7 separate regions of the Mus musculus genome follow, and regions 2, 3, 4, 5, 6 and 7 are each linked to region 1. A link is a contact called in public HiCAR-type and promoter capture Hi-C data. All regions are on one chromosome and are shown on one strand. Each heading gives the region's core, a stretch centred on a gene start, on an enhancer-like site or on the middle of the called end of the contact. The rest is flanking DNA. Distances are from core to core; before and after follow the strand shown.

Region 1 (4,016 bases), core at 441-2,940:
TTACTATGTAGCCCAGACTAACCTCAAAGGTGTGATCCTCCTGCCTCAGCCTGCTGGGAATACAGGTGTGTAGGAAAACACCCGCTGACCTCAGGCACCAAGATTAAACAACCTGCACAAAGCCACAGTTATGGCCACACAATGCTCAACAGAAAGGGGGTGCACTAACAGACTCGAGGTTGAAGCACCATTCTAAGATAAAGAATGTCCCTGCTCAAGTTAAGTGACAGCCCCTACTGCACAGCTGTAGGGAGGGAGGGACCGAACCTGAATTCAGGTGTGAGCCTGTTATCAGAATTAAACTCCAATAGCAGGTTGCAACAGCTGGGTCAAAGCAAACTTGGCCTCTAGGTTTCCTTTTCACAACAGGGGGCGGGGGGAGGCGACTCCTAAAGACCCTGGAGTTGTTATGTCCCCACTTCCCAGCCAAGTTGTCACCTTACCGAGTCACTTTATGAGTGTCACAGAGGCCACTCATAAAACTTTGGTGGTCTAACTGCTCTATGTATCTCAAACCCTTTGTAACTTACATATCTATCCCCCAGTGCACCCTCGCCACAGCGGGAGTTGTGGGAGTTGGGGTGGAGAGACATAATACAGAACTTCCCACATTCTGGGCAAGTGCTCTATGCCGAGCTACCCCCAGCTCTTGACAGTCCCCTTTAAAACACGGTAGCCTAGCTTCAGCTGTCATTCCTCCAAGGGATATGACCACTTCTGTGCACACCTTTTAAAGAGGAACTGACATACAGAGAGCCATGTTGTGGCTCACTCACTGACGTGGAATTCCCACATCCCACCCCACAACAGAGAAACCCCAATTCCGGGTCATCCGCGAAGGCGGTCAACTTAATGCTCTTGCCTTATACTGTGTGATGTTAGAGGCGTGGGGGAAGTGTAGCGTGGCCACAAACAGGTGTACATAGTCACTGTTCAGTCCGCCCTCGTAAATATTCTCCGCGATGATCTTGCTGGCGAAGTTTTTGCCGGTGCCCGTCCACCCGTGCAGAGAGAGGGTAAGGGGCTTCTTGGGCTTCGGGTTGCTTAGGAAACCAGACACGGCGTTTAGGATGACTTTTTTTGCAAGATGCTGTCCAAAGAGCTTGTTATCCAGATCTTTCTGCAGCGCTGAGAAAGGAAAGATCACTCTGGTCAGGAGAGAAACAAGCTGGCAAAAGGCAGCCCCATTTCCAGGACGTCAGGGCCCGCGGAGCCTGGTTTGGAGAGCGCTGAGGGACCCTGGTGCTGCGAACTCTGCCCTTCCTCGGGGTTGGCCCCAAAGCCAAGCGGAAGAGGTGCCGTGAGGCCGCCCCGGAGAGCTCCGCGCAGGGCTGACACCCTACCCCGGGCCCCGACCACTCATCTCTCAGGCCTCCGGCCAAAGTCTGGCCTGGCAGCGGCGCCATCCCCCTGCCGCAGCATCCCGGACGCCTGGTGCCCGCCTACCCTCCCGGCTGAGGCTCCGCATCTGGCCGCAGCACTCGGCGAAGAGGCAGTAGAGACGAGGGTAGGAGATATAGGTGGTGAGTACGCCGGCCAGGGCCAGACTCAGGCTGATGGGCTCCACCGCACGAACCACGCACGGCGCCAGCAGCAGCAGGGCCAGAGCGGCCCGGCCAAGCTTCATAACCGGACCCGCGCACCTTGCGCGCCCAGCGCCCGCCCAGCGCCCACCGTACCCCGCGCACCGCCCAGACTCGTATTTCCGGTTCCTGCTGGCGGGGCCGCCCTCTTTGTCCGGGGCAGGCAGTCTACCGACGCTAGTGGCTACCATCTTTGTTAAGGGCAAAGTCCCTTCTGCTTCTGAACCTTGATGTTACAGGAATAATATTGAGATTATAGGAATCAGGTGATGATGACTGCTGCCCTATCCCCATCAAGTAACAGTGTTTTAGAACCATTTTTTTTTAATGATGGGCGGAGAGATGGCTCAGCGGTTAAGAGCACTGACTGCTCTCCCAGAGGTTCTGAGTTCAATTCCCAGTAACCACATGGTAGCTCACAACCATCTGTAATGGGATCTGGTGCCCTCTTCTGGTGTGTCTGAAGACAGCGACAGTGTACTGACATACATGAAATAAATAAGTATTAAAAAAGAAATGACGCAGGCACCTGCGTGCATGTGGTGCTCATAAACTCATGTGGGCTTACACACATGCATAAATTAACATGTAAATGAATAAATTTTTAAAAATGAGAGGATAATATAGTGGGTTCCCACATGACCCCCCCCCAACGTGCGTCCCTATCATTAAATCTGACAGGTGCGGTGGGTGGTGTGCACCCTTAACCCCAACACTCTGTATGAGTTGGGGCCAGTCTACAAAGTTTCAAGCAGGTCAAAGCTGCATATTGGATCTTGTCGTTAAAACAAAACAAAACAAAACAGAACAAAACTGACATTTGAGGGCTGGGTATTGTAGCACACACCTTTAATCCCAGCACTCTGGGAAGTAGAGACAGGTGATTGTCTTGGATATCTGAGTTGGAGGCCACCCTGTCCTATACAAGGAATTCCAGGTGCAGTCAGGGCTACAGTGAGAGTCTGACATCTCAAAAAAAAAAAAAAGAGGGATCTGCATCTCATACTTGTTAAAAACCCATGACCAGTATTTTTTTTTAAAGATTTTATTTATTTATGTATGTGAGTATACTGACTTCAGACACACCAGAAGAGGGCATCAGATTTCCACTACAGATGGTTGTGAGCCACCATGTGGTTGCTGGGAATTGAACTCAGGACCTCTGGAAGAGCAGTCAGTGCTCTTAACCACTGAGCCATCTCTCCAGCCCCATGAGCAATATTATTAAATAAAGCCCATAGTTTCTTACCCAGTTTCTTCCTTAGGGAACTGTAGGAATAATGTTATTGTGCACTGTATAAGGATTATCCTTGTATTATTCACATGCTGATTGCTATGCCCTCATATATGGTTGCTATCCTTATTTTGAGAACTGCCTGTCATCAATGTTGTGTAAACATTGCTTCCTAATTATTCAGATTGGTCAATAAAGGGCTGATCAGCCAGTGACAGAACAGGAGAGAGGGAGGAAGTGGGGATTTAGCCATGAGGTGGGAAGTCCAGAAGACATCATAATCATAAAAAACAGCTGGAGCAGAGAAAGCCATAAAATACAACAAGTATCTCAAGGATTGTGGCTGTGAAGTAGTCAGATTAGCTTAAAGGACTAAAATAAACTAATACTGCTCAGTTGTTGTGCCTTAAACCTGTTAAATAAAATTAAATAGTCCTGTCTCAGTTATCTGGAAGCTAGTCGGCTTAAGAGCAAACTGTAACATTTATAAATTACCACTAACAGGGAACACTTTGAGCTCCCCACAGTGCTGACTCTCAGCTTCTCTTGGGTGCTCTTTAAATGACTTTGAGAGTTTTGAGAAATACTAGACACTTGGGGAAGGGGAGTTCTGAGAATGAAACCCTGGGCCCCATGCATTGTAGGCAAATGCTGCATGGAGCTATGCCTCAGACCTTCTGTTTCTTGTTTGGCTTCATATTAAGCTTTCTTTGGGATGGCAGGGTGGGGGCAGGGTTGGCTGGTGGTCAGGGGATGGTAGCTAGGCTACAGGACCTCTACACTCCTAACCTGTTAGCCATCTCCACAGCCTCCGTTTTAAGCTAAAATCTTCAGAACTACGCCAGGCTGTCTTTCAACATAGTACAGACTGGTTTTGAAACTTGATCTCCCTGCCTCAACCTCCTTAGTTCTGGGACATAGGCCTGGTCTTTTGTTGTTGTCATTCCTGGGGATCAAATCTTGGGCCCTCTGCATGTAGCTGTATCACTGAGCTATCTCCTTATCTGAAAATGTTTGCAGACTGTCCTCCTATTGGAATTTGACATTTTCTCATCATTAACTAGAGTTCAGGAAGGGGTTGCCAATGTAAAGTACTATTTCCATGCCGGGTGTGGTGGTGCACGCCTTTAATCCCAGCACTAGGGAGGCAGAGGCAGGTGGATTTCTGAGTTCCAGGCCAGCCTGGTCCACAATGTGAG
Region 2 (4,016 bases), core at 963-3,462, 2.0 Mb after region 1:
AATACGCTGAGCCTTACCAGACACATCTGGTACTCCAGGCGTTTTCGAGCCTCCTCACTGGGTTTCCGCTTCCGAAAGAAGAGGGGCATCCTCCGGTGTGAGCTCTTCTGGACCCTAGAGGACGGCAGAGAGATCAGCGCCTGGGAACTTGCACTGCGTCCGACCTGCAGACAGGCAGCTCAGCAGTGCAGCAGCTGTCTGCAAGACTGTGCGTTCCATGTGGGCCGGGCTGTCTACCTCATCCAGCTGGGCCCTGAGCCCACACGACAGAGCCCAACACTTTGTTTTACTGACAAAGCAAAGCCTAGAGTAGAAAGAACAGAACACGCCAAGTACTCTGGGCTCGACCTACTTTGCCACTGCCCCTCTGCGGCGCCGGCATCACCCTCCCAGTGCTAAGCGTTTCCCCCACCAAGGGAAGATTCCCCCAGGTGCCTTCCAAGGATGTTCTCTGAAGACTCTGGACAGACTCAGCTGATGAGTCACTTCCAGCTCTGGAAATTGTCAGGATGGAACCATCAAGACCAAACTGGAGGTAGCCGTGACTTGGGGGAACTCAACTATATCAATACTAGAGAGATCTATGAGTTAAGCAAAAATCAAAATGCAATCTTCAGGCACCTTAGCAGGCTTCCAGCTACTGCTCATTTGGTTCTCCTTACAGCCCCGTGGAGAATCCGATGCTGAGTAAGGTCATTCATCTGGTGATATGACCTGGGTTGTAGAAACACCAGGCTGGGACACTTGCCTTTCAAGTCCTGATCCTGTGCCGCTTGCACGGCTCCTTGGACCTCCCAGTTTAGCCAAGTTAATCATTGTGTCCTGAATTCAGTAGCTGGCTGCCCATAGCTGGCTGCAACTTCCAGTGCTGTCTAAGGGCCAGCAATAGGAAGGACATAATCATTTGGAGGAAGTGTGTAACTCACGGCATGGGCTCTGACACCTAAGACATTAGCTGTGTCACTTTGTGTCACTGGTCGGAGCCGGTTTCCTCATTTGTAATATGGAGCAATGTTGCCAATGCTGGCCTCTGTGGGGTCAGTGACTTCATGTATGTCAGGTCTATGCCATAGACTCTGCCACAGGGTACCACACACATGACAAATGCACTCAGGTACTATTACAGTTGCTAAGGAGAAGAGGGCTGGAGGAGCCTTGCAGTAGAGGACACATGTGGTCCTGAGGGATTTCAGGTCTCCATTTGTGGGCGTGGGCTGTCAGAGGAGGTTGCTGGGCCTGCAGGGCCTGCTCAGGACTCTCCGCACTCAATTGCAGCACTCCTGAGAGACAGCTCCCTCCATCCCTATCTGATGGCCACGACTTAAATCCCTTACAGATGGCTCACTAATGACTAGCCTCCCTCGCCCCCATCCTCCAGATCTACATTTCCAAATACCTTCTTCAATGACTATCTCTGCCAATTCCCCCTCCCTCACCGTTCTCAGCAGGGCTCGTTCAGTTCTGGTTTGAACTTTCCTGATGGTCCAGCTTGGCTGGGAAGAACCACACCCATCCTTCCCTGGCAGGGCTGGCCAGCGGCTAACCTGGCTCTGTGGATGGGGAGGTCCTCCACCGATGTTCCGATTCTTGGGTGGACCTCAAGGTAGGCCAGTCACTCCGAAGACTTGGCCACAGATACAAACCATTGGCCCCCAAAAGCTGAGCTGGTGTCCGGTCTCCTTCAAACATAGAAGTGAGCACCGAAACTTTAAATTTCAGAAAGACACGCAACTCAGGATGACAAAGTCTCGAGATTCTAGAAACCAAGGAATTGCAGAATTAAAGACTCGTGATTAGACTCGAATAGTTTGTTTCTGTAACTAACATGCACATACCGCAAACAGGTTAGGAGGGTACTAGGGTGGCACTGGTACTAGGGTCGCTCAAGTCAGGTGCAGATCCCTTAGGGGAGGGGCGGGGCCCTGGGCTGGGTCCCAGGGGCTCCAGAGTCACCGTCAAGAGAAGGGAACGTGGACCAGGAACCAGGACCTCTGGTGCAGCCCTACTCTGTTGCCCAGGCAAGGTGCTCCGAACATTTACCCCTTCCGAATCCCGAGCTCACCCACAGACCAAGCTCTGCAGTCCTCTGCCGCAGACGCCTGCCCATAAGAAACAGGGCGACCAGGGTGTCGCCCAGAGACTGGGTGGGGCCAGCGGTTCTCGCGAGAGCTGAGCTTTTCCGCCTATATCCGGCGTGGGCGGAGCAGGATCCGTCTTTTCGGCTTTCGGCTCGGAGGAGGCAACGGTGCAACTTTCTTCGGTCGTCCCGAATCCGGGTTCATCCGACACCAGCCGCCTCCACCATGCCGCCCAAGTTCGACCCCAACGAGGTCAAAGTCGGTGCGTGCCCTCGCCGCGCCCGGGTGCTGTCCCGGGGCCTGGCGGGTCTCCCTTGGGCCTTGGCTGCCACGTGTGTAAGAGGGGAGGGAGCCCGACGCTCTGGCGGCCCGTGCGCCTTAGGGTAAGGCCTGGCCCGGGACATCTGAAGCCCGACGGCAGCGCGCAGGGCGGCCTGCGCCGCAGAGGTTCTGATTTTGCTTTTTCTTCAGTGTACCTGAGGTGCACCGGAGGCGAGGTCGGCGCCACATCCGCCTTGGCCCCGAAGATCGGTCCTCTGGGTCTGGTAAGTCGTCGCTCCCGAGCCGTAGACCTCTAACGTGCATGCTGTTTGGCCTGTAGATGTGTTCTGTCCCCGTGGAGGGCAGAAGAGGCCACCATGTCCCTGGTGCAGGCCGGGATGTGGGTGCTGGGACTTGGGACGCAAAGGAAAACTGAGATAACACGTGCACGGAGGCTCGTGCCACAGCCCGGTTGAGGCAGCCATTGGACTTGCTTAAATCCACTAGCCTCCGTGGGTAACGCACGGGAACCTAGTGTTTAAAGCTCCGAGGGTTCCCCATTGCAGCAGAAAGTGTTTTGCTTTGTTAGCCCTTACTGCAGAGTTGTCTTAGTGAAGAAGGATGTGGAGCCATTGTGGGCAGGCTCCTGTGGGACGGTGAGGAGGGCTGGCGGTGAGCTTGAAGGTCCTGGCTTCAACTTTGGGCACATGGTAACGAATGCTATTATTTCTACAGTCTCCGAAGAAAGTTGGCGATGACATTGCCAAGGCTACCGGTGACTGGAAGGGTCTCAGAATTACAGTGAAACTGACCATCCAGAACAGACAGGCCCAGGTATTTACATTGCTTGCTGTGGGGGGTTGAGGGAAGGGTTGAGATAGCAGCCCTCAGGAATCATGGGTCTTGGCAAAGATTTCCCTGTCCCGGTGAATCGGATTTTATCCTTGTGGGAGGGCTATACGACAGGGTTCACTGTAAGTCAGTAGTAGGTGCCAGGGTGCAGGAGTCCGCCATGCTAGGGATTCAACTCTGGAGGTGAGGCCAGCAGGAAGCACCTTAGCTAGCCGAGCTGTTTTTTCGGGGCCCTTTAGCGTGTCTGGTGGTGGTTGGTTTTCTGGGCTGTGTTCACATCAAGTCTCTTTGCAGATCGAGGTGGTGCCTTCTGCCTCAGCCCTGATCATCAAAGCCCTCAAGGAGCCACCGAGAGACAGGAAGAAGCAGAAGAACAGTGAGTCGGCCCCACTCCCTGGGTTTCCGCTGCAGTGTGCTACTCAGCTGTGTCGACCCCTTTCTTGGGACCTAGGGGTGGAATGAGATCACAGTAGGCGTCTGTTGTCTGTTCCCTTTCCTGGGTGCAGAAATGAAACAGTGCCTCAGGGGTTTAACTTTATCTGTTTCCATCCCTAAAATCGTGTTAGGGCTGCTGGTGAGGACTTGCTTGTGCCCCAGCCACCCGCCACTGCACCTGACCAGTATTGTTGGCTGGTGCAATCCAGTGGTGAGCTGACAGTGAGCCCCAGCTTTTAGGAAACAGGGCTGTCCTACATGTGGATGGCTCTGTGCCGAAAGCATGGGAACAGCCCAGCGATAGGTAAAATGGAGCCATGATCTCAGAAGACAGGGGAAGCTGTAAAAGGCCCTGTACTTGCTTTCTGCAGTTAAACACAGTGGGAACAT
Region 3 (4,016 bases), core at 517-3,016, 1.8 Mb after region 1:
TTCCAGAATCTGATGGTCCTGGGAGGAAGGGCTAAGCAGGTTTGACAGTGACAGGGGGTGGGGGACTTATGCCCAGCCAGTTGCTCCCTGGGGACCACTCTGACTCTCCTCTTACCAGTTTGGGGTCCAGGTGGAGGGCACGGGAGAAGAACAGCACAGACATCTCCCAGTCCTCTTGTAGGAGGCACTGATGGCCTTGGTTATAGCTGTGAGGACAGGACAGGACAGGACAGGACAGGCAGTGGATCTGGTATTGATCTGGGACCAGCCCAGGACCTTCTCAGGGCTAGAATGGGGTATGCAGGAGGGAGGGCTGAGGTAAAGAGGCTGCAAAAGCCATCAGAGCTCCACAGAGGCCAGGCTGACCTTCCTGGAGCTCTTCCAGGGCATCAGCCCCTTATCCCTCTACCCTCGCTGTTCACTGAGACCCAGAGAGGGATAGCAGCCAGCTTGCAGCTGAACCCAGTATTAATAATGGTTTTGTAGAGTAGGAACCTGGAGTTGGAGACAAAGAAGTCACTCACTACTCTCTGACTTTGGCAGGCACTGTTGATCCTATCATCCTTCGTTTTGTAGGATCTGTCATAACATAGAACACATGACTGGTCCCAAAGATGCGTCGCAGGATCTTCTCTGGGGCTTCAGGAACCTTTAGCTTTGGAGTTTTCTGGGAACGGGCACTGTGAGGCTCCTGGAACCAAGCCAGGGGCAGTAAGCTCAGAAGGCCTCAGGAACACTTCCCCCAGGAGCTTTGCCTACTGGAAGAGGTGTGAAGAGGCCTCCTGGTAGAAGGCACACCTAGTCTGGGGTTCAACAGTCCCCCAGGGCTCCAACATTTCTCTAGCCCTGCCTCTCTCCCTGTCCTGTGGTCAAGGTCAAGGAACCACTGCACCCTCTGCTCTCCTCTTGGGCTTTGTCTGCTCTCACCTTGTGCTCTAGCTGCTCATCGTTTTCAGACCCTGCTGCACAAGGTTCCTTGTGACTCCCGCCCTGGGATTCTCACACTCGTCAGGTCACATTGAGCAAGCACTTCACCTGACTTCTTCCCAGGGCTTCTCACCTCTGTGTGATCACCCTTCCCATAGTCACCAGAATCGGGGAACCTATGTCTCATCAGTCCTCAAGTTCTGTGTTTCACTCCTCAAAATCTCTCCACTTGGGCTGGGCACGGTAGTGCATACCTTTAATAACCCCGTTCTAGAGCTAGAGGCAGATGGAGTTCTCTGAGTCTATAAAACAAACAAACAAAACCCCAAAACGTTAAAACAACAACAACCCCCCCAAAAAATCTCTCTGCCCTCTCTCTCCCTTAGGACTGGGAGGCCAGTCACCCTTCTCCCCTACCACACTACAAATGATGACCTCTGACCTCTCCCAGTTCCCCTGAAGGGCTTGACTGGCTCTTCCTCAAGCCCTTCTTGCGGCCCCGACCTCTGCCTCAGCTTTCCCCTTCTCAGCCCTCACCTTGCTTCTGTCTGTCATGGCCAGGTTTCTAGGCTAACTTCTGGGCTAAGCATACTCTGAGGTTCCCTAGCTCCGTTGTTGCTAGGCACCAGGTCCACGATGTCCATAGGCCCCGCCCACTTGGCCCCGCCTCCGAGAGTCACTAGAAACTCAGCAAGGCAAGCCAAGGCCTAAGTCAAGGAAAGAACCTATGGGCAGTGCACGCCGACGCGGGCCAGGGTAGAAACTTAACGAGGTACCAGCCCTCGAGCAAAGGCCGAGCAAAGGCTGAGCCATACAGGGTGACGCGTCGCGGAGGAATGCACCCAGACACTCGCCCGGGCCCGCGATCCACCCACTTCCGCCCCGCAGAGACATGGCGGACGCCAAACCCAGCCTGGATTGGGCGTCGCTGGACATGTCGTGATGCTATTGGCTTAGGGATGCCTGACGTCAAGGGGCGGGGTCCTGGCTGTGAATGGGAGTCGGCACGTTGAAGTCCGGTCTTTTTAGTCCAGGGATGCGGCGGAGTTGGGCCTTGAGCCGGCAGGTTTCCGAGGCTCGGTTCCCCGGGAAGCGGTGGCTGGTGAGTGGGGCGTGGGTGGCTACACAGGGACGCGGGGCTTGGCTCCGCAGCTACGCTTACATTTAAGTGTATGCGTTGTATGCATGTGCCCTGTGGCTGTCAGAGGGCAACTTAGGAGAGGGTTCTTTCCACCATGTGGGTTCTGGGGATCGAACCCAGGTTGTCAGGGTTAGCAGCAACCTTACCTTCGGAACCATCTTTTCGGGATAGTTGTCCCTTTTTCTACTTAGTCAAATAGGCGCAATACTAACTGGCTCCAAACTTTTAGTTTTGCTCTTGCACCAGGGAGCGGCATCCTCTGGCTGGTGGGGCCTCCAGGAGTTCCCAGACCCTTAAGTGCTCCTTCCCAATACTGTCGCTTCTGTTTCCTGGTCAATGTTTTGGGTCCTGAGTGAGTGTTGCCTACAGGTGGCTGGCCTGGGGAACCACGGAATGCCCGGCACCCGGCACAGTGTGGGCATGGCGGTGCTGGGGCAAATAGCAAGGCGACTGGGAGTGGCGGAGAATTGGACTCGTGACTCGCGCTGTGCTGCTGACCTCGCCCTGGCCCCGCTCGGGGATGCTCAGCTGGTACTGCTCCGGCCGCGGCGCCTCATGAACGTCAACGGGCGCAGCGTAGCCCGAGCTGGTGAGTTGTAGGTTTCATGGATAAGAGGGCACAGGGACCAGAGAGAGGGTTCAATTGTGACAAGTGCCTGGTGAGCCCCAATTACTACAGTGAAGGCTTGGGGAAGCCTGTTTACATATGGGGGTTGTTGTGACCCCTCTGAGCAGATATGCAGTAACTAGAGTGTTGTTTCCCTGTGCCAAGCGGAGCTGTTTGGGCTGACTGCGGAGGAGATCTATCTGGTCCATGATGAACTGGACAAGCCGTTGGGAAAGCTGGCTCTGAAGCTGGGGGGCAGCGCAAGGTGAGGCTCTTATGTGCGTAGGTTTGGGTAGGGATGCTGGCCTCTGTTGGAGTGGAGTAAGATTGTTGAGACTATCTATCTCGATAGGCTGGGCTGCTCTGAAGAAGGCCTGGGCAAGGGAATGGAGGAAGGGCACTGCCTCAGAAAGTACTAACTGCTCTTCATATCCCCTCAAGGGGCCATAATGGAGTCCGTTCCTGCATTAGCTGTCTGAACTCCAATGTGAGTCTACCCTTCTGCCCTGCCCTGGGTGGGGGTGGCTAGCATTGACATTGTATCTCACCAATGCATCCTCATTCCCCTGGGACCCTACAGGCAATGCCAAGGCTGCTGGTGGGCATCGGGCGCCCCACACACCCTAATATGGTGGAGAACCATGTCCTGGGCTGTTTCTCCCCGGAGGAGCAGGAGCTACTGTCCCCATTGATGGATCAGGCCACTGACCTGCTCCTGGACCACATCCGTGCTCGAAGCCAGGGACCATTGTCAGGCCTCTAATACCAGTGGATATATCTACCTGTTTGACTGCCTGCCGGTGCCATGAAGCCAAGACAGGGCCACAGAACTGCAATGACACAGTGGTACCCAATGTTTATATAACTTCCCTGGGTTTCCCCAGGCTACTTGCAGATTCAAGGAGGGACTGTGGCCACATCAGTCTGTTTCTGCAGCAGCTTGGTCTCCCCGTTCGCTATTTGCGGTGTAGGAAAGGTCTAGGAAGGGTAAACTTTCTGAACCTTTTGAGAGCTCCAGATGGGTAGATCTGCAAGATTAAAGATACGAACTTGAAATTGGAAGCTTCCTGTGGGGTTAGGCACCAGTGGGTAGGGACAAGAGGGTCTGGCAAACCCTATTCCTAAGGGATCATGGGTATAATGCTTTAGCCTTTTTCCATTGGGTCATTTTCTAGGTGGGGAGGAGCAAAGAGATTCCACCATATCCCTGAGGCTACCCAACTATAGCCTGGCAGAACCAGGGACAGCTGTCAGCTTGCTGTGCCTAGGGTTCCTGGCACCCCTACCTCATTCGTGTTCTGGCAGATCCCCATTCGGGTGATATAGGAGAGGGGCCTGAGA
Region 4 (4,016 bases), core at 419-2,918, 1.8 Mb after region 1:
TGGACTCAGAGGCAGGCAAATCTTTGAGGCCAGTCCAAGCTGTTTAGTGAGCGCCCCCCCCTTCAAAAAAAATCTTTAAATATGAAACCTAGAATCCCAATTCCCCTTACACCTGGTGGGTGAGGTGACTTTTTCTGAGCTATAATAGCAGAACAAGCAAGTTTGCTGGTGGTGATCACAGGCTAGGCCTGGGCCTCAGGAATCTGCTTACTGAATTAGAGACACAGGGGTTCTTTGCTCTGAGCTCTTGATATTAGATCTTCGACCACACCTGGAGGTGGGTTGAGTTCAATGGCTCAGTGACTAGGAAACTTGGATAAGAAGCTTAATGTCTTGGGTTCCAAATTCAATAGAACCAAGACAATAAGGGACCCCCTCTCCTTGGATTTATATTAGTCTTTAGCGTGTAGTAGTAGCTGGTAAGAAAGAGCAATACTCATTTACATATATATGCAAATTTTTTTAAGCTCTGAGAAACTTTTATTAGGGTTTAAAAGAAAAACCCTGGGGCAGGCAAGCTTTAAATCTCAGATGCTGCCTGGAGGAGGAGGATGGAGAAAGAAAAAAAGCCATGTCATTTGGATTAGTTGACAAAGAGGCTAGCCTCGCGATAGTCAGAGAGGGCTTTAGGGAGTGACACCCAAAGTGTTAGAGAGGTGTGCTTAGAAAAAAGAAGGGGCCGGGCAGTGGTGGTACACACCTTTAATCCCAGCACTCAGAGGCAGGCAGATCTCTGAGTTTGAAGCCAGCCTGCCTCAGAGCTAGTCCAAGGACAGCTGGGGCTACACAGGGAAACCCTGTCCCGAAAAGACAGAGACAAAGGAAGAAAAGTAAAAAGCACACTTTTGGAGTTCCTTAGACTTGTGAAGCTGCATCACTGCCTTTTGATTTACTTATTTATCCATTTTGTGAGTGTGTGTGTGAACTCACGCACGTGTAGAGAGGTTCAAGGACAATTTGCAGGATTGGTTCTTGATTTCCACCAGGTAGGCTCTGGGGATTGTACTCCGGTCTTTAGGCCGGTTGGCAAGTGTCTTTGCCTACAAAACCAGCTTTTTTTTGGGGGGGGGGGTTTGAGACAGGGTTTCTCTGTGTAGCCCTGGCTGTCCTGGAACTCACTCTGTAGACCAGGCTGGCCTCGAACTCAGAAATCTGCCTGCCTCTGCCTCCCAAGTGCTGGGATTAAAGGCATGCACCACCACGCCCAGCTCACAAAACCATCTTGAAGGTTCTATTTTCTGAGCCAAAAACACTTTATGTGACCACATCTCATTGAGCTGACCATCCCTGGGTATAGAGTAGGTACTGTTGCATCCCATGTAAGGCGCCTGCCTGACACTGGCAGAGACATTCTCAAAAGGCGGTTGTGAGCACTCTTCCGTCACATTTTTAAAAAGAGCTTGGAAAAGGCTCTCAGGAAAGTGTAAAGTCCGGCTCAAGTTTTTGTTATTATGTTGTTTCACTCTCTTAATCTTTTATTCTTTCTGAGGTAAGGTTTCGGGCCGCTAGTTACCCGTGACCATGGCAACGCGGGACTGGGTGGTTCGCGGGCTCCCCCAGGAGGCCTATTTGCAGTACTGCTGCGAGACAACCTGTGGGTTTTAGAGCCCCAAGGAAGGGGAGCCGGGAGTTGTAGGCAATGGGCGTGGCTGCCTCGGAGCGGTGCACACCGGGAGCTGTAGTTCACAGGTTCTGGCGGTGGGCGGCCTCTGACCGAAATCGGGCCTCAACCGGATGGCGGTGGCGAGGCACGGCTACCGGCCCTGGGGCTCGATCCTCGGGCTGCTCGGGCTGGCCTTGGCTGCCGCCGCCGCCTGGGACGTGGCTTCTCTGCGCTGCACCTTCGGCTCGTTCTGCGAATGCGACTTCTGGCCCGACTTGCCGGGTGAGGGGTGGGAGCCGGTGCGGACGGGCGGGCAGCCGGCAGTTCGCAGGGGCTCGAAACATCTGCCGCCCCGCCGGCCGCCGGCGGAGGTGGGGATCCGAGAGCCTCTGGTGCAAACCTGAGGAGAGGGTTTGGAGGGGGCCCGGTGGAGGGAAGCCTTTGACAGAGGGGCGCCCAGTGGCTTGTGGTAGGCCTCCCTTGTGCGGACTTGTCACACCGGGGGAGAAACCTGCCGTCGCCTGAACCTGTAGACAGCTGTCGTCTACTCGGGGCTGGTGCAACCCGGAGAACCGCCTCGAGGGGGCGGTGCCGCACTGGCCCTTGCCGAGGTGACTGATCCTGTCCCTCGTTTGGACACAAGTATCCCAGAGGTCTTAGACACATGCCTTCGACCCTCTGATGCTTTTTGTTTGTTTGTTTGTTTGTTTTCCCGACAGAATCTTTCTACACTGATTTGACTGTTCTGGACCTCACTATGTGGACCAGGCTGGTCTCAAACTCCCAGAGATCCACTTAGCTCTGCCTCCAGAGTGCTAAGAGATTAAGGGTTTGCACCACCATATTCTGGCTCTTTTTGTTTTTTGTTTTTTTAAAGATTTATTTATTTTTTTATTTATATGAGTACACTGCGACTGCCTTCAGACACACACTAGAAGAGGGCATCAGATCCCATTACAGATGGTTGTGAGCCACATGTGGTTGCTGGGAATTGAACTCAGGACCTTTGGCAGTCAGTGCTCTTTCCATCTTTCCAGCCTCCCCCTTTTTTTTTTAATATTTATGCTTTGCCTGCAAGTATGGTTACATCCATGTGCCCATGGAAGTTTGAAGACGGTGTTGGCTCCTCTGGGATGGACTTACAGATAGTTGAGAGCTACCATGTGAGTGGTAGGAATCGAACTTAAGTTCTCTGCAAGAGCAGCCAGTGCTGTTTGTTTGTTTGTTTGTTTGTTTGTTTTGAGACAGGGTTTCTCTGTGTAGCCCTGCTTGGCTGGCCTGGAATTTACTATGTAGACCAGGCTGGCCTCGAACTCAAAAGAGATCTCCCTGCCTGTGCCTCCCAATTGCCTGGATTAAAGGTGTGTTGGAATTCACCATAAACCCAGGCTGGCCTTTGATTGGGAGGATTACTGCTGCCTCTGCCTCCCAGGGGCTGAGCTGACAGACATGAGTCAACAGCCTGTCATCTGCTTTGATATGCGTTCCTTCTGTGGCCCTAGGTCTGGAATGTGACCTGGCTCAACACCTGGCTGGCCAGCATTTGGCCAAGGCCCTGGTGGTGAAGTCACTGAAGGCCTTTGTACAGGACCCAGCCCCCAGCAAGCCGTTGGTCCTTTCCCTGCACGGCTGGACAGGCACCGGGAAGTCCTACGTTAGCTCCCTGCTGGCACAGCATCTCTTCCGGGATGGCCTTCGCAGCCCTCACGTCCATCACTTCTCCCCTATCATCCATTTCCCACATCCCAGCCGCACTGAGCAGTACAAGGTAGGCCAGATGTGTCCTGGTCCCTTTTCTCCATCCTAATCCAGAGAGGGCTCCAAAACACACAGCCAGTTGGAGGCTCAGCCTTCAGAACCTGTTAGGAACAGGGGTGGTGGCAGTCTTGTTGCCTGTGAGTCCGAGACATCATGAGCCTTGGGGATTACCCCGGGCAGATATTACACAGGGTACCTGTGTCTGTGTTAGCATCCTCTCTTAAGCTCTTAGCCCCATATGGTGCTTTGGCAAGCATTCCCTGGTGACTGTCAGCTCTGATATCTGTTGTTCCTGATCTGTCTTAGCTGTCAACACTGGGGGGCAGGTCTGACCTCCCCTGTCAGAAGTCACTTAGCTCTCATGAACAGACAATTGAGTACATATTTGTACCCCTGTTCTCCTGTTGACTGGCTGTGTGACTTTGGACAAGTCTCTGCACCTCTCTGAACTACCCTTTTACCATCTGTCTCAAGGGGTTGGTGCCATCTGGATATAGATTGTGTCTCTTCGGAAATTTTTCTTGGCTTGGGAAGAAGTTCCGGGTTGCGGGGAGTGGAGTGTCTTGGACTCCTTTGGAATTCCTGTCTCTACCCTCATAGAAGGAGCTCAAGAGCTGGGTTCAGGGGAACCTCACTGCCTGTGGCCGATCCCTTT
Region 5 (4,016 bases), core at 1,029-3,528, 1.6 Mb after region 1:
CCAGCAGGCTGGTGTTTCCTTGGCCCCTTAAGGTGTTTTTCCTCCTGAGTTCACAGTTCTTGTATTCCTTCCACCCCAACAAGGGGAGATAGGTGCCTCTGTTCCCCATTCCACCTGCACCCCAGCAGGGCTGGGGATAGGCGAGTATGGGACATTGTTTCTGTGGGTGGGGATGGCTGGACTCCCCAGGTTGGGAAGGTCCTTGCCTAGTTTGTGTCTTCCTCAGCTAGCAAAAGTTGGGGCTGTGGTCTTAGAGCTGCCTGGTGTCAGGACCAGATCATTTCTATAGGTTCTGTAGCCGTTGTTTTAATCAGCAGATGAATGTTAGAAGATGCTGCCAAGGCAAGGCAGAACATGGCTAGAGAAGGTTCCGGCAGCTCAGATTCCATCCTGCCCAGCAGGTGCCTGGCACTTTAAGGGACTCTGGCAGCTCTGTTCCTAGGTGAGGTGACCACCAGAAGATGGACAGAGCCCTAGTGTGCTTGTCTACTACCTTCCCCAGTCAGCATTGTTTTGGTCTAGTTCTAAATTCCAGGGCTCCAAACCAAGCAGTTGGTACTGTCAGGAAGACTGCCCCAAACCAAGAGCCCCTGCCTAACTCAAGCCAAGGTCTGGGACTGGATGGCCACTCCAGTAGACGAGAGCTGCCACATCCTCTGCTTCCAGGCACTGGGCCAGGATAACTTAGCTGAAAACATGACCACAACCAAATGAACACTGGTGGCAGCCAGAGGCTAAGAGCCTTTCCTCCTGCGCTCAGTGATCCCCACGGGTGCCCAGAGCACCTGGACTTCAAATTCTATATACAAAGATAGAGGATATATTAGAGGTATTTTTGAAAAGGAATTGGTCTATGCAATGCCAGTTTGGGACCTGTAAGACAGTTTAATGTTTCTATTAGAGAGATATAAAAGATCTGCAATATTTTTAGGGTTCTTTTCTGGTTACCCTACAGCTGACCACGTGGTCTGGCAGGATGAGCAGGCCCATCTTCTTCTGTGGGGAGAATTTGCTTTTGTGTTATTCCTTTCTAACCAGGTTACCACTGCACCCCATTCCGTGGGCTGTTCATATCTGTCTCAGCTTATAATAGAAAATTATGTCATATGGGGAAATCAGCCTAGTGTCAATGTTTGGTTTGGGGGTGGAATTAAATGCCGATGTTTTTGTTACTGCTTTTTGTTGGTGTTTCTTTTCATTCTCATCACCGTGTTGACTTGGGGGCTGCTAACAGGAGTTAGCCATGTATGTGTAAGATGACATGCTGGGGAAAGTAGGTTAGTGTTCTCCAGTCTGACCCCAGTCATAATGCTCACCACAAACACACACATACATATTACATATATGTCCACACATGTTTGTATGAATATGAATGGGCACTTGACAAAGGTCGGAGAACACCTGTTACTCCTGAACCTCTTCTTGTTTGAGACGGTGTCTCACTCTGGTTTTGGGGAAAGAATAAAACGTTTTTATTTGGTATTTATAAGGTTTCCTTTAGCCATGAGGTTTAAGGAGACCTACTACTCCTCATGCCTCCAGAGTGTTGGGACTACAGAAATGCACCACCATGCCCAGCATCAATTCGGGGATCTTAAAGCCCCACTTTTGGTCCTAATCATCGAAGAAACTGGTTAAAAATACCTGTCAGGGCACAAAGAGGGAGCTGTTGCCTCTGGTTGCAGAAATGGATAACCTGCATGGTGTAGCATTTGGAGAAGAATGGATCTACAGCAGCTAGCCCCATATGCCATGAGAGTAGTGTTCTGGGTGAGAAACAGAAGAAAAGCATGAAAGATAATTTGGCCCAGCGCCCCTTGGTTCTAAGAGGGCCATTCTGAAACCTCTGGCAGTGGACAATGAAGGGAAGCCTAGAAAGTTCCCTAGGAAGCCAACCAGTGGAAATTCTCATAGGCCAGGCCAGTGGTGGTCATTCTATACAGACTCTTCCATTAACAGTTTCAAGGCCAGAATGTAGAGCCTTTGAATTCTGATGTCTGCTTCAACAACCAACTCATTATGATCTATCCCTTTCCGGGACTTCCAACTCTGGGGTACATCTCACTCTGGCTTGGGACTGTAGGATAATGTTTAAATGATTATTGTTTGGGAAGGGTCTGACAGGGATGTAGCCACAAAAACCTGAAAGTCTGAGCTCCCGGCCCTACAGTTCCCTGCAGAAACTACATTTCCCGACATGCACTGGAGGGCGGGGAAAAGTGCCCGCACGTCAGCTCAGACGAGTCTCCGCGTGTCACGTGATTTACAAGCCGGAAAGGCCTAAACCAGGAACCGGATGTATTTTGTTGCTCCGGCGGAACGCTGGAGAGATGGTGAGCCTGGGGTGGAGTACATGTGTGATTTGAGGGTACCAGGGGTCGGGGCTCTGAGTAAGAGTCTCCTTGGGAGATGGAGTTGGGCTCTCCAAACCCAGATCGCTCTCTCCACCGCTTGCAGACAGGTGACACGAGGCCTGACGTGGCTTTCTAAACCCGAGAGCCACTTCTAGTAAGCCCTCCGTGGTTCTAAATGAATGAGAGGTTTGGAGTGTAAACCGGCTGCTCCGACCCTCCGTTAGTGCTTGTACACGAGCCATCTCGCCTGCTGAGCCTTTATTTTTCTCCAGGCCACCGGGACAGACCAAGCAGTAGGATTTGGCCTTGTCGCCGTTAGCTTGATCATCTTCACCTACTACACCACTTGGGTGATTCTCTTGGTATGTGTGCCCCACCCCCACCCCGCTCACCTTCATTTTGCTCTGGATCTCTAAGCCAGTTTCCTAACGCGACTTAATCAGCGTCTGTGTGCCAGCGTCTGGATGTTTAGCTAGCTCTAATCTCACGAAATCTACACTATGGTGCTTGCAGATGGTGTCTACATTTTATAGATGAGGAGGCTAAGACTCGGGGAGAAGGCTGTTTCTCAGCCTCTGAACTGCCGCACAGTGAGGCTTTATTTTGTGTTTGTCCTCCTGGTTAGCCAGCAGGTTCCTGGGTGTAGCAGTCGCCGGTGGAGTTTATTAACATCTCAAGTCTCTCTCTCTCTCTCTCTCTCTCTCTCTCTCTCTCTGCCTCTCTCTTTAATGTGGGAAATTTTGTTAGTTATTGTTTTAAAGTACACTGTGCTTGGAAAGGGGCATCTTGCAGTACTTGGTATCCTTCAGAGAGGAAAGTTAGGTGGGCTGACCTTCGGTGATGAAGAGAACTGGCTGATTCTCCAGAGGACTGGGGTTCAAGTTCCAGCACCCACATGGCCAGCTACAACCATCTGTAACTCCAGCTCCAGGAGACCCAGCAAAAGTCCCTGGAACGGAACGCCATTGCTGCTTAAGTTGTGTTAGGAGTTAGATTGGAGATCCAGGGCTTGGATGAAAGTACACCTGGACTCACAGGCACAAATGCATGATCAAAAAATAAAGACCTCTTTAAAAGACCTAGAGTTCTCAGAAGGCAGAAGAAGGGGGGAGGGCAGCTTGGTGAGGTCAGCCAGGGCCTCAGAAATCAAAAAGGATGGTTTCCAGCACTCACAAGGCCCAGGCAGTATTCAACAATACAGAGACAATATGGTGGGTCTCTTGTTATGATACATATCCACGCTTGGGGATGCTATCAAGGTGGGCCCTCAGTATCCAGTGCTGCCAGGGGGAGGTGGGACGGCTTCCCTTTGGGGCTGAGTAAGGTGAGCAGTACTCACCAGAGCTCTTGCCCTTGGTGCCAGCCATTCATTGACAGCCAGCATGTCATCCACAAATACTTCCTGCCCCGCGCCTACGCCGTCCTCCTCCCGTTGGCCGCAGGCCTCCTGCTGCTCCTATTTGTGGGTAAGTCTCCCGATCTGGGGCAGGGTGTCTGGAAGGCAGCGTGCTTCCACATGCTGGCACCTGCTGTACATCTGCTTAGACTCTCCTTGTCACCAATGCTCCCCGGGGCTTTCCTATTCCTTAAAGGCCACGGGCAGAAGCTCCTCTAGTGGTGTTCCCAGTTTTCAGGTTCCTGGGGCAATGAGGACATGGCTCC
Region 6 (4,016 bases), core at 639-3,138, 1.6 Mb after region 1:
ACTGAGGATCCAGTTAGGCCTCCAGACACTCTTGGCTGACTTCTTAGATATCTCATCAGGGGCCACAGGCTCTTCCCTTAGGGAACAGGCCTTAAGGGGAAAGGTTGAGAGTCCAGCCAAAGAATTTAAACCCTTCAGGCCAAGCCTGGTGTGGAAGCCTAAGCCGTAATCCTAAGGTTTAGTAAAGGCAGAAGGACCATCCCCAGCCACACGCAGTTTGAGGCCAGCCTGGGCTAAAGACAAAAACTAAACACAGTCGGAGCTGGCAAGAAGACTCAGTAGGTAAAAATGCTTGCTGCCAAGTCAGATGACCTGAATTTAATCCCTAGGACCCACGTGGTAGAAGGGAAGAACTTAAGTTATTCTCTGCCCTTCACTGCACTGTGTGCCATGTGCCCAATCATATCAACAAACGTAATTTATTTTTTAAAAGACAAAGCCTTCAGGCCTCTACTTCCTCACCTTCAAAAGGAGATGCCTAGCTACATCAGGGAGGTCTGGATGGATTGGTTCGTTTCATCTCCAATCTGACTGCGTTTTCCACATTATGGGACAATTATGAGGAGCAGAGATTGCCACCCATGCTTCTGAAATGTAAGCTCAGGAAGTCTTCATGCACATGTCCAAACATGATATCATGCATGGTATCAAACATGATGTCCGGCAGAGAATTTACATCTCAAATGCCAATCAGCCCAACTCTCTTTAATTTTCCACAGGGAAGTCCAGCAGACCTTAACTTATCTCCTGCCCGGATCAAAAACGGCCTTTCACTCACCCATTTCCCCATTTTCTTTCCTCCAAGTTATCTGATGCCAGAACAATCAAGTCACTATCTAGCTCAAAAAACCAGGAGATGCCTCCTTCTTTGCTCTGGTCTACAAGACTGGGCCAGATTCTAGCCTGATCTGCTGTTCTCTCAAATTAGAATTCATCCAGGGATACTCCACAAACTTTTTGAGTACCATGCTGCCGGGCCAGCAGGCCTCTAGTGACTGCCACTGCCTGTACCCCGATGCTTGGCCGGCTTTGTGTCAGAATCCTTTGAACTTCCGTTCCAATCCGAAAGCACACGCCTCCTCTGACCTCCCTACTTGAGTTCTTCAGCAGACTCTCAGATCCAGTCTTTCCACTGGGTGCCTGCCTGACTCAGGACAGAGTTCCTAAACACTGGCGGCCTGGATAAAAAGAATCATAAAATGCCGATAGTTTGGAGAGTACGAGGTCCCCAAGGTGTCCTTTGCCATAACTATCGGGAAACTTTAAACAAAAGCCTTAGATAACAGCCTGGAACCAGGCAGGCCGAGTCACAAGGTTGCCGGGCTCCAATGGATCTTCAAGAGCGGCAAAGCCAGGACAGATGCTTGTCATTTTTAGAGGCGAGCAAGACCTGCATAGGTCTTGAGACACCTCTGCGATTGTTTTCCTGAGAACAGGGGTGCTACCTCCTCAGCCTGCTTCATTGCTCACTGAGCTCAGGTCTTGGCGGGATCCGGGCAGGCCGTTCTAGCCCTAGTTTCCAGATTGTTTCCCCTAGTCATTGTTTCTCCTTTTCTTGGGCTCGCGCTCTCCTCCCGTTCTTTCCAGTGCCGGCCCCCACACCCCGCGACCTCCCACCGCCTCTCCGCACCCCCCCCCACCGCGCTTCTCAAGGAGGCGGGTCCAGCCCCGCGAGCGCTCCAATCCGAGCGCCCTCAACTGGCCCTGCCTCCGCGAGCCCCGCCCCACGCCACCGCCAGCCAATAGAAATTCGTGTTCGTACAGTCGGCCTGTCCAATCGCAGGTTGGCTGTGAGCCTCGCGCGCCCCGCCCCTGCTGCTCTCGGCCGCGGCTCCGCGGGCGGTCGCGCCGGGGCTTCGGCATTCTCCGAGCAGCGCCGAGCTGCGTCGGGCTCAGCCGGCTGCGTCCGGAGGTGCGGGCGACGGCGCCGCTGTGCTCCAGCGGTGCTAACCGAGGCAGAAGCCATCCGGCCGGGTCGGAAGGCGCCTGAGACTCGGGCAGGGCAGGAGCGGCGTAGGTCCCAGGACTGAGCGGGAGGCGGACCGGCACACGTTCCCGGCCCGGCAGAGCCTCCCGAAGCGGTCCCTGCAGAGCCGGGTCGGTCGCCGAGGTGGCTTCCGCTTCCCGGGGCCTCACCTGCGCAGGCCGCGGTGCGCCAGGTGCGGAGGCGTGTGCGTCGCCTGGGCACCTCCCACGGCAGCCAGCGGGGCGGAGGCGGGGCCGCCGCCCGGGTCTCCAGCGGTTCGCCCGGCCGTCTCCGTCAGTCTCACCGGTCCGCCGGGCCCCGCGGATCGGGATGCTGCTGCTCGCTTGCGAGCCGCCCTCCACGCCAGCCCCCGCTGCCGGGGCCGCACCTCGCTGTTTACATGTCAGTGGAGCCCGGGTTCCCCGAGGGTGAGAGCAGCCGGCTCACTGGACCTGGGGCTCCGAACTCAGATCCTCTCCTGCCCGCAGCCTCCGCCGCCATCTGGACTGGATCCAGCTCTGGTGTTTTTGAGGAGGGGGGTGTGGTGTCGGGAAAGGAATCCTGGGGTTTTCTAGTATCCCCTTCTTTTTTTCTTTTTTCTTTTCTTTTTCTTTTTGGCCCTGCGGGCTTCAGACTCAGGGAACTTGCTCATGGCTTTTTTGATGAAGAAGAAGAAATTTAAATTTCAAACCACTTTCACCTTGGAGGAGCTGACTGCGGTCCCCTTCGTGAACGGGGTCCTCTTTTGCAAGGTCCGGCTGCTGGATGGCGGGGATTTTGTCAGCTTGTCGTCCAGGTAGGCATTGAGGTTTTCGCGTTTGCAGGGGAGGGTGGGGAGTGCTGATGAGTGAGATCTAGCCACTTGGCAAATGTGGAAGACTCAGCTAGGGACGGATGGGCAAGGGGCCCGCCTGGGGAAAGATTTGCTCTAAGCAGGACTTAGGTCTGAGTGAGCTGGCAGAGCGCCTGGCATTTGTCTGCAGGTGACCAGCCAGAAACCTTTTAGGGCCCTGCGTGCACTCTTCAAGTCACCCGTTTTACAGATTTGTATGGAGAGAGCTGACTGAGATTTTCACTTTAAGGGATTAAGTAAGGGTGTCTCAGGCCACCTTGCCACCAAGCTGGCTCCTGTGGCTGTCATACGATTGAGAGATTGGGCCAGCCAGGGCTCTCTGGCTCTCTCCCCTTGGCTGGGAAAGCCCAGTTCCAGGCACTCCCTGGATTTGATTGCGGGAGGTGGCTGGATTTTGGGTTGCCCAGCCCCCTCTTGAGTGACTGCCCTCCACTGGCTAAAGCTGGACTGCTTTGCAATGCAAATGTCCTTGCCAGGAGACTGCCTTCCCCTGTGAAAAAAGCCATCGGGTTTGATTTTGTGTCCGTCATCGTCCTAGTAGGTCCAGCTTCCCAGTTTATTGCTGAATGAGGTCCCAGTCCACCTTTTGCAGGTTGAGCTCATGGCGGTCACACAGTCCTGACCTGCCTGCAGAGGTCCGTAGAGTCCAGCTAATGGGGAAAGGAAGTCAAGTTCAGGCTCTTTCTGGGTTCCTGTTCCCTCTTCGGCACACTGGACCTAATACAGGTTTCTCCATCAGCTTTGTAAAGGGAAGTTGCAGTAGATAGGCCCCTGGCCCAGCTCCCGAGATGCTTCCCCCTCCTAGCCTGTCCCTTGCTTCTTAGGTCTTGTGGGCCTAGTTAGCTGGACCTGCCCCACTATTCAGAGCGCTCAGAGGTGTGTTAGACGGATTGGGATAATGAGCCCCAGAAAGAGGAAGTAAATTGGTTGCCAGAGACTTTGCCGGAGGCATTTGTCAACCAGATTTGGCCAGTTGGAAGACCTGTTGGGTGAATTCTGTTGGAAGGAGAGAAGCTATGTGGTCTGATTCAGATTTTGGAATCTGTGGATAGAGGTGCCTGTTCTGTGCACTGGGCCTCCTGTTCTGCTCAGGGCCGCTTATCTGAGGAATTTGGACAAGGGCTGCCCTTTGTGGTGGGGGTGGCTGCAATCCTCTGCCTGTGAAGTCTGTAATCCCTGCAGTTACCCTTCCTAACG
Region 7 (4,016 bases), core at 522-3,021, 1.5 Mb after region 1:
ATGTTGATCCAAGATTATCTTGGACATGACACTTTATGTGGCCACCTAAGTAACAAACTGGCATAATTCACTGCCACCTTACCAGGTTTTCTTCATATTTGGCTATGAAATTCGTAATTACTGTACATACAAATGAACCAAATACTAATTTTGGCCACAAACTGGTTATCAGGCAAACTGCTCATTAGAATCACCCCAGATTGTAAGCCAGTCTATGCCACAATAATGAAACACTTGGTAAAGGGAAGCCACAGTTAAAGTCAAACTGAAAAACCAACATGAAACAGAAAGGGAAGAAAAAGCCACTGCTCAGGGCTTCTTGTGCAGGAAGGATAGTAGTTCTGTTTCTTGCAGACCCAGAAATGGCCATTTCTCCACCCCTGTCTCCCAGTCTTGGCCCATCCCTTTCCAGCCAACAAATATCCTTAGATGTATCTAACTTTCATTTTTTGAAAAAAGTTCCAATTGAGCGATGGTGGCAAAGGCCTTTAATCCCGGCGCACTCAGGAGGCAGAGGCAGGTGGATCTCTGATTCCGAGGCCAGCCTGGTCTACAGAGGGCGTTCCAGGGCAGCCAGGACTACATTGAGAAACACTGTCTAGAAAAAAAAAATCCCCAAAACCAACCGAACAAACAAAAAAAGAATCTTTCTTCAGATTCTTTAACATATTCGCACTCCAATTCGACAAAGGGATCATGACCCAGTGTTCTGAAACAGCAGTGGGGGGCTGGGTCTAAGCCATGAGAAAGAACTGTTCAGTCTTCATCACCCACATCCACACTGATCTGCCTAGAACCCCAGTTCCCATTTTTTTCTTCCCCAACACCCACATGTCTCTGTGAGCAACCAGATTAGAGGCACCGGTGGCATGGAAACGAGAGTGGGGGGAGAAGAGCGAGCGAGCGAGAGACAGACAGACAGACAAGGGGTGCCAATGAGAATGGGTGGATAGGAACCTAGGTGTTGAGGGAGGATGGGCACCAACTTGGCCTTGAGGTCCGTAGGGCAATCTTGAGATCTATCTGTCCTTCTATCTAGAGGGAAGTAGAGGGGGCTTTCTGTCCATCAAAGAGACCCAAGGGTGCCCATCTGTAGCCACGACGAGCTTTTCTCACGGCCCCATCTCCCACCTGAGGAGCCCCACACTAACAAGGTGTGAATTTCCTTTCCATCTGTCAGTGGAGGGACACTATCCCCCCCAACACCAGGGGTTCCGCTCAGCTCTAGCAGCGTCCGTCGAAACCTGACAGGCTACAGAAAGCAGCCCGAGAAGTCCTGCGGTCCCGACCCGTCCCCTTGGCGTCGGTCTCTCTCCTCAAGACCTCCCGGATCCTCCCCGCCCGCGCGGACGGCGCACGCAGACTTACCCGGAGCTCGCCCTCCGTGCGGTGCAGTCCCAGGCGCCGCAGCCCCACCGCCAGGTCGTTGACACACAGGCCGCCGTCGCGGTTGACGTCGAGTGTCTGGAAGAGGCTCCACAGGCGTAGCTGGTGGTCCGGGCCGCCACAGACGGCGCCGCCGCACGGGTCCCCTACAGAAGCCGGCGACGAGGCGGACGACGAGGCGGTGGCGGCGGCGTCCGGCGGCGGGGAGGCCACGCAGCGGCACAACACACTGCTCACCATCGGGCGCGAGGCGGGGGCGCCGGACGCCGGGCTGAAGGCGGCAGGAGAGCGACCCGAGCGCGGAAGCACGCCGGCTTTCCTCAGACAGCGAGCGCGGGCTCCGAGAAGCCGGCCGACTGGAGGGAGGGGCCGCTTCCGGGAGCCCCGCCCCGCGGCGCGCAGAGGCGCTGACCGCGCCCTCTGGCGCACTGCCGACCAATCATAGGCCGGTATGTCGGCTCCGGGATCAATGAGGGGGCGGAGTCACCGTGCCAGCTCGAAGGCGATTCAAACTGAGGGAGCCGGGGATTGGCTGAAGCTGGGTAATAGGCAAGCAGAAAGCCTTGTGTCCAATTCCCATTCAGAAGCTCTATTTAGACTGCGGAATGATGAGGCTGAGAGGAGCGTTGTGTAAGGAGAGATCGTAGCTAACAGTGGAAATGAAATGTATATGAGGGTAACTGTGGACTGAAGTTAGAAAACACAGCACCATTGAATAAAATGAAAATTTAACGGGCTGACGACTCGAAACCGAGAACACGAATCAAAATCAGGAGGCTAAGCTTTAGGAGTCTTCTAAACTGCCAATAAAACAACTGAATTTTACAACGTAATAGTCGCGACACGAACTGAACGACAGTCTGCTTTTCCAATGGAAGTGAATAATGTCCGTGTGGGCGGACATCCTGAAGCGACAGACAAGACTTTAGACCAATGACCAGGCCAGTTCTAGCAAAGAGGTGTGTCCTCTAGGAGGAATGGCAGGCCTGGAGAGCCAGTGATCGGCCAGATATTTGAGCCACGCCAAACCTGGAGGGCGGGGCTTCTCAGGGATGTGCCGAGGGGCGGGAAGAAGGGAAGTGGGCGGATCTCCGCACACCCCAGCGGAAGAGGCAGATTCAGGAAGCCATTACGCAGCTGGCTGGCGGCGGTCGGGCCGGTCAGGGCTGGGCCCTACGCACTTTGCGTAGCGAGGGGGGTTACTTAAGGCCTGGTACTTGGCCTTGAACAAGCCCTGCCTGTCCCCCTAAAGGGGGTGGGAGTGAAAGAGAGGCGAGGCTGAGGAAGAAGAGAAGAGAAATTGGGGCTGTTAAGAGCATTATAATTTCTTTAAAAAGAGAGGAAAGGGGAGGCCATGGCTGTCCCAGCCAAGAAGAGGAAGATGAACTTTTCAGAGCGGGAAGTGGAGATCATCGTGGAGGAACTGGAACTGAAGAAGCACCTGCTGGTGAACCACTTCAATGCTGGGGTCCCTCTGGCTGCCAAGAGTGCAGCCTGGCATGGCATCCTGAGAAGGGTCAACGCTGTGGCCACCTGCCGTAGGGAGCTGCCCGAAGTCAAGAAGAAGTGGTCCGACCTCAAGACCGAGGTCCGTCGCAAGGTTGCCCAAGTCCGAGCTGCTGTAGAAGGTGGCGAAGCTCCAGGGCCCACAGAAGATGATGGAGCTGGTGGGCCTGGGACAGGCAGTGGCAGTGGTGGCAGTGGCACAGCCATAGCTCCTGTACTGCTGACCCCTATGCAACAGAGGATCTGCAACCTGTTGGGTGAGGCCACCATCATCAGCCTACCCAGTACCACAGAGATCCATCCCGTGGCCCTCGGATCCACGGCCACTACAGCCGCAGCCACCGTCACCCTGACACAGAGTGAGTGAGCTCTCCTGCTCAATTCAGCTGCATAAATGGGACGGGCCAGCAATACTGGGACAGCCTGGGGCAAATTGGCTGCCAAAGGTCAAAAGTCAGATGGCGATCTTGGAAAGACCATGAGGTCTTCCAAGAACTCCCCAGACTGATCTTGTTCTTTTAGGGTCTTCCTCAGCATGTGGCTAGCTGGATCTCCCACATGCTGACCTATGTAGTGTTGAAGGCAGAGATTGTCTGTAGCCCCTCGGGACTTAGGACCTCATATTAATAGGCAGCCAGGATATACTTGTTGAATGACTAACTAGGACTAATACTGCCCAAGTGAGACACCCATTCTGTACAAAGACATTCTGTGTTTTCAGTATACAAACAAACACCAGGCATTTCTCAGGAGCTTCGTGATACCTGTCTATCCATTTGTCCATCAAGCTGTTTATGCTGGGCACCAGAAATACCAAAATAGTTAACATTCCCTAGAGGCTAGAGAGATAGCTCAGTGTTAAAGTCCTTGCTTAACACTGCAAGAAATTAAATATATAGACCAATTATATTCTACTAGGGCAGATGAAGTGTGTGTGTGTGTGTGTGTGTGTGTGTGTGTGTATGTGTGTGGCTTTACTATGAGATAGGAAAAGCCAAGGACTCACAAGAAAAAGGGATTTCCTGGTGTGAGGGGAACACATGGCTGATGGCATTGAGAAGTAGGGAAACTAGGAGGTGGGGAGGTTCATGCTGGTAACCCTAGCATTCAAGTGGGAAACCCCT

Evidence for each region. Promoter capture Hi-C pulls out the DNA fragments that hold promoters and counts their contacts. HiCAR-type assays count read pairs that join an accessible place to other places.
Region 2: a promoter capture Hi-C map of pre-B cells shows a contact between it and region 1, with 2.2 times the contacts expected there. The contact joins the promoter of Rpl12 here to the promoter of Tor1a in region 1. A contact is called at or near these places in 4 of 39 promoter capture datasets (hematopoietic stem and progenitor cells, liver and pre-B cells) and 1 of 9 other capture datasets (liver).
Region 3: a contact with region 1 is called in a promoter capture Hi-C map of pre-B cells, with 2.1 times the contacts expected there. The contact joins the promoter of Ttc16 here to the promoter of Tor1a in region 1. A contact is called at or near these places in 2 of 39 promoter capture datasets (liver and pre-B cells).
Region 4: a contact with region 1 is called in a promoter capture Hi-C map of liver, with 3 times the contacts expected there. The contact joins the promoter of Tor2a here to the promoter of Tor1a in region 1. A contact is called at or near these places in 2 of 39 promoter capture datasets (liver and pre-B cells).
Region 5: a promoter capture Hi-C map of pre-B cells shows a contact between it and region 1, with 2.3 times the contacts expected there. The contact joins the promoter of Dpm2 here to the promoter of Tor1a in region 1. A contact is called at or near these places in 3 of 39 promoter capture datasets (liver and pre-B cells), 1 of 115 datasets of contacts at active chromatin or transcription factors (astrocytes) and 1 of 9 other capture datasets (adipose tissue).
Region 6: a contact with region 1 is called in a HiCAR-type map of astrocytes, with 2.5 times the contacts expected there. The contact joins the promoter of Fam102a here to the promoter of Tor1a in region 1. A contact is called at or near these places in 2 of 39 promoter capture datasets (cranial neural crest and liver) and 1 of 115 datasets of contacts at active chromatin or transcription factors (astrocytes).
Region 7: a contact with region 1 is called in a promoter capture Hi-C map of pre-B cells, with 2.2 times the contacts expected there. The contact joins the promoter of Slc25a25 here to the promoter of Tor1a in region 1. A contact is called at or near these places in 3 of 39 promoter capture datasets (liver, neutrophils and pre-B cells), 1 of 484 Hi-C or Micro-C datasets (B cells) and 2 of 9 other capture datasets (adipose tissue and liver).

The regions. Positions count from the first base shown.
Region 1 is chr2:30,966,228-30,970,243 of GRCm38.p6, forward strand. Tor1a (torsin family 1, member A (torsin A)) reads right to left here and starts at 1,691. Exons shown (of 5, transcript NM_144884.2): 1 at 1,447-1,691; 2 at 863-1,128. The coding sequence starts at 1,627.
Region 2 is chr2:32,959,500-32,963,515 of GRCm38.p6, forward strand. It overlaps Rpl12 (ribosomal protein L12), which reads left to right and starts at 2,213. Exons shown (of 7, transcript NM_009076.3): 1 at 2,213-2,340; 2 at 2,550-2,623; 3 at 3,075-3,173; 4 at 3,486-3,567; 5 at 3,998-4,016. The coding sequence starts at 2,304. It overlaps Lrsam1 (leucine rich repeat and sterile alpha motif containing 1), which reads right to left and starts at 2,142. Exons shown (of 26, transcript NM_199302.3): 1 at 2,063-2,142; 2 at 1,545-1,756; 3 at 18-114. The coding sequence starts at 89. It overlaps Snora65 (small nucleolar RNA, H/ACA box 65), which reads left to right and starts at 3,802; the gene lies at 3,802-3,919.
Region 3 is chr2:32,773,867-32,777,882 of GRCm38.p6, forward strand. It overlaps Ttc16 (tetratricopeptide repeat domain 16), which reads right to left and starts at 1,767. Exons shown (of 15, transcript NM_177384.3): 1 at 1,465-1,767; 2 at 1,182-1,229; 3 at 525-691; 4 at 116-206. The coding sequence starts at 1,482. It overlaps Ptrh1 (peptidyl-tRNA hydrolase 1 homolog), which reads left to right and starts at 1,955. Exons shown (of 5, transcript NM_178595.3): 1 at 1,955-2,029; 2 at 2,438-2,657; 3 at 2,841-2,940; 4 at 3,117-3,162; 5 at 3,256-3,727. The coding sequence starts at 1,964. The coding sequence ends at 3,438. It overlaps Cfap157 (cilia and flagella associated protein 157), which reads right to left. Exons shown (of 9, transcript NM_025619.1): 8 at 3,962-4,016; 9 at 3,547-3,703. The coding sequence ends at 3,632.
Region 4 is chr2:32,755,566-32,759,581 of GRCm38.p6, forward strand. It overlaps Tor2a (torsin family 2, member A), which reads left to right and starts at 1,669. Exons shown (of 5, transcript NM_152800.3): 1 at 1,669-1,885; 2 at 3,106-3,371; 3 at 3,962-4,016. The coding sequence starts at 1,735. It also overlaps a transcript of Ttc16 not described here.
Region 5 is chr2:32,568,580-32,572,595 of GRCm38.p6, forward strand. Dpm2 (dolichol-phosphate (beta-D) mannosyltransferase 2) reads left to right here and starts at 2,279. Exons shown (of 4, transcript NM_010073.2): 1 at 2,279-2,333; 2 at 2,627-2,716; 3 at 3,718-3,820. The coding sequence starts at 2,331. It overlaps Fam102a (family with sequence similarity 102, member A), which reads left to right. Exons shown (of 11, transcript NM_153560.4): 11 at 1-1,171.
Region 6 is chr2:32,533,471-32,537,486 of GRCm38.p6, forward strand. It overlaps Fam102a (family with sequence similarity 102, member A), which reads left to right and starts at 1,889. Exons shown (of 11, transcript NM_153560.4): 1 at 1,889-2,762. The coding sequence starts at 2,617.
Region 7 is chr2:32,449,699-32,453,714 of GRCm38.p6, forward strand. It overlaps Slc25a25 (solute carrier family 25 (mitochondrial carrier, phosphate carrier), member 25), which reads right to left and starts at 1,772. Exons shown (of 10, transcript NM_001164357.1): 1 at 1,369-1,772. The coding sequence starts at 1,626. Naif1 (nuclear apoptosis inducing factor 1) reads left to right here and starts at 759. Exons shown (of 2, transcript NM_194335.2): 1 at 759-3,251. The coding sequence starts at 2,741.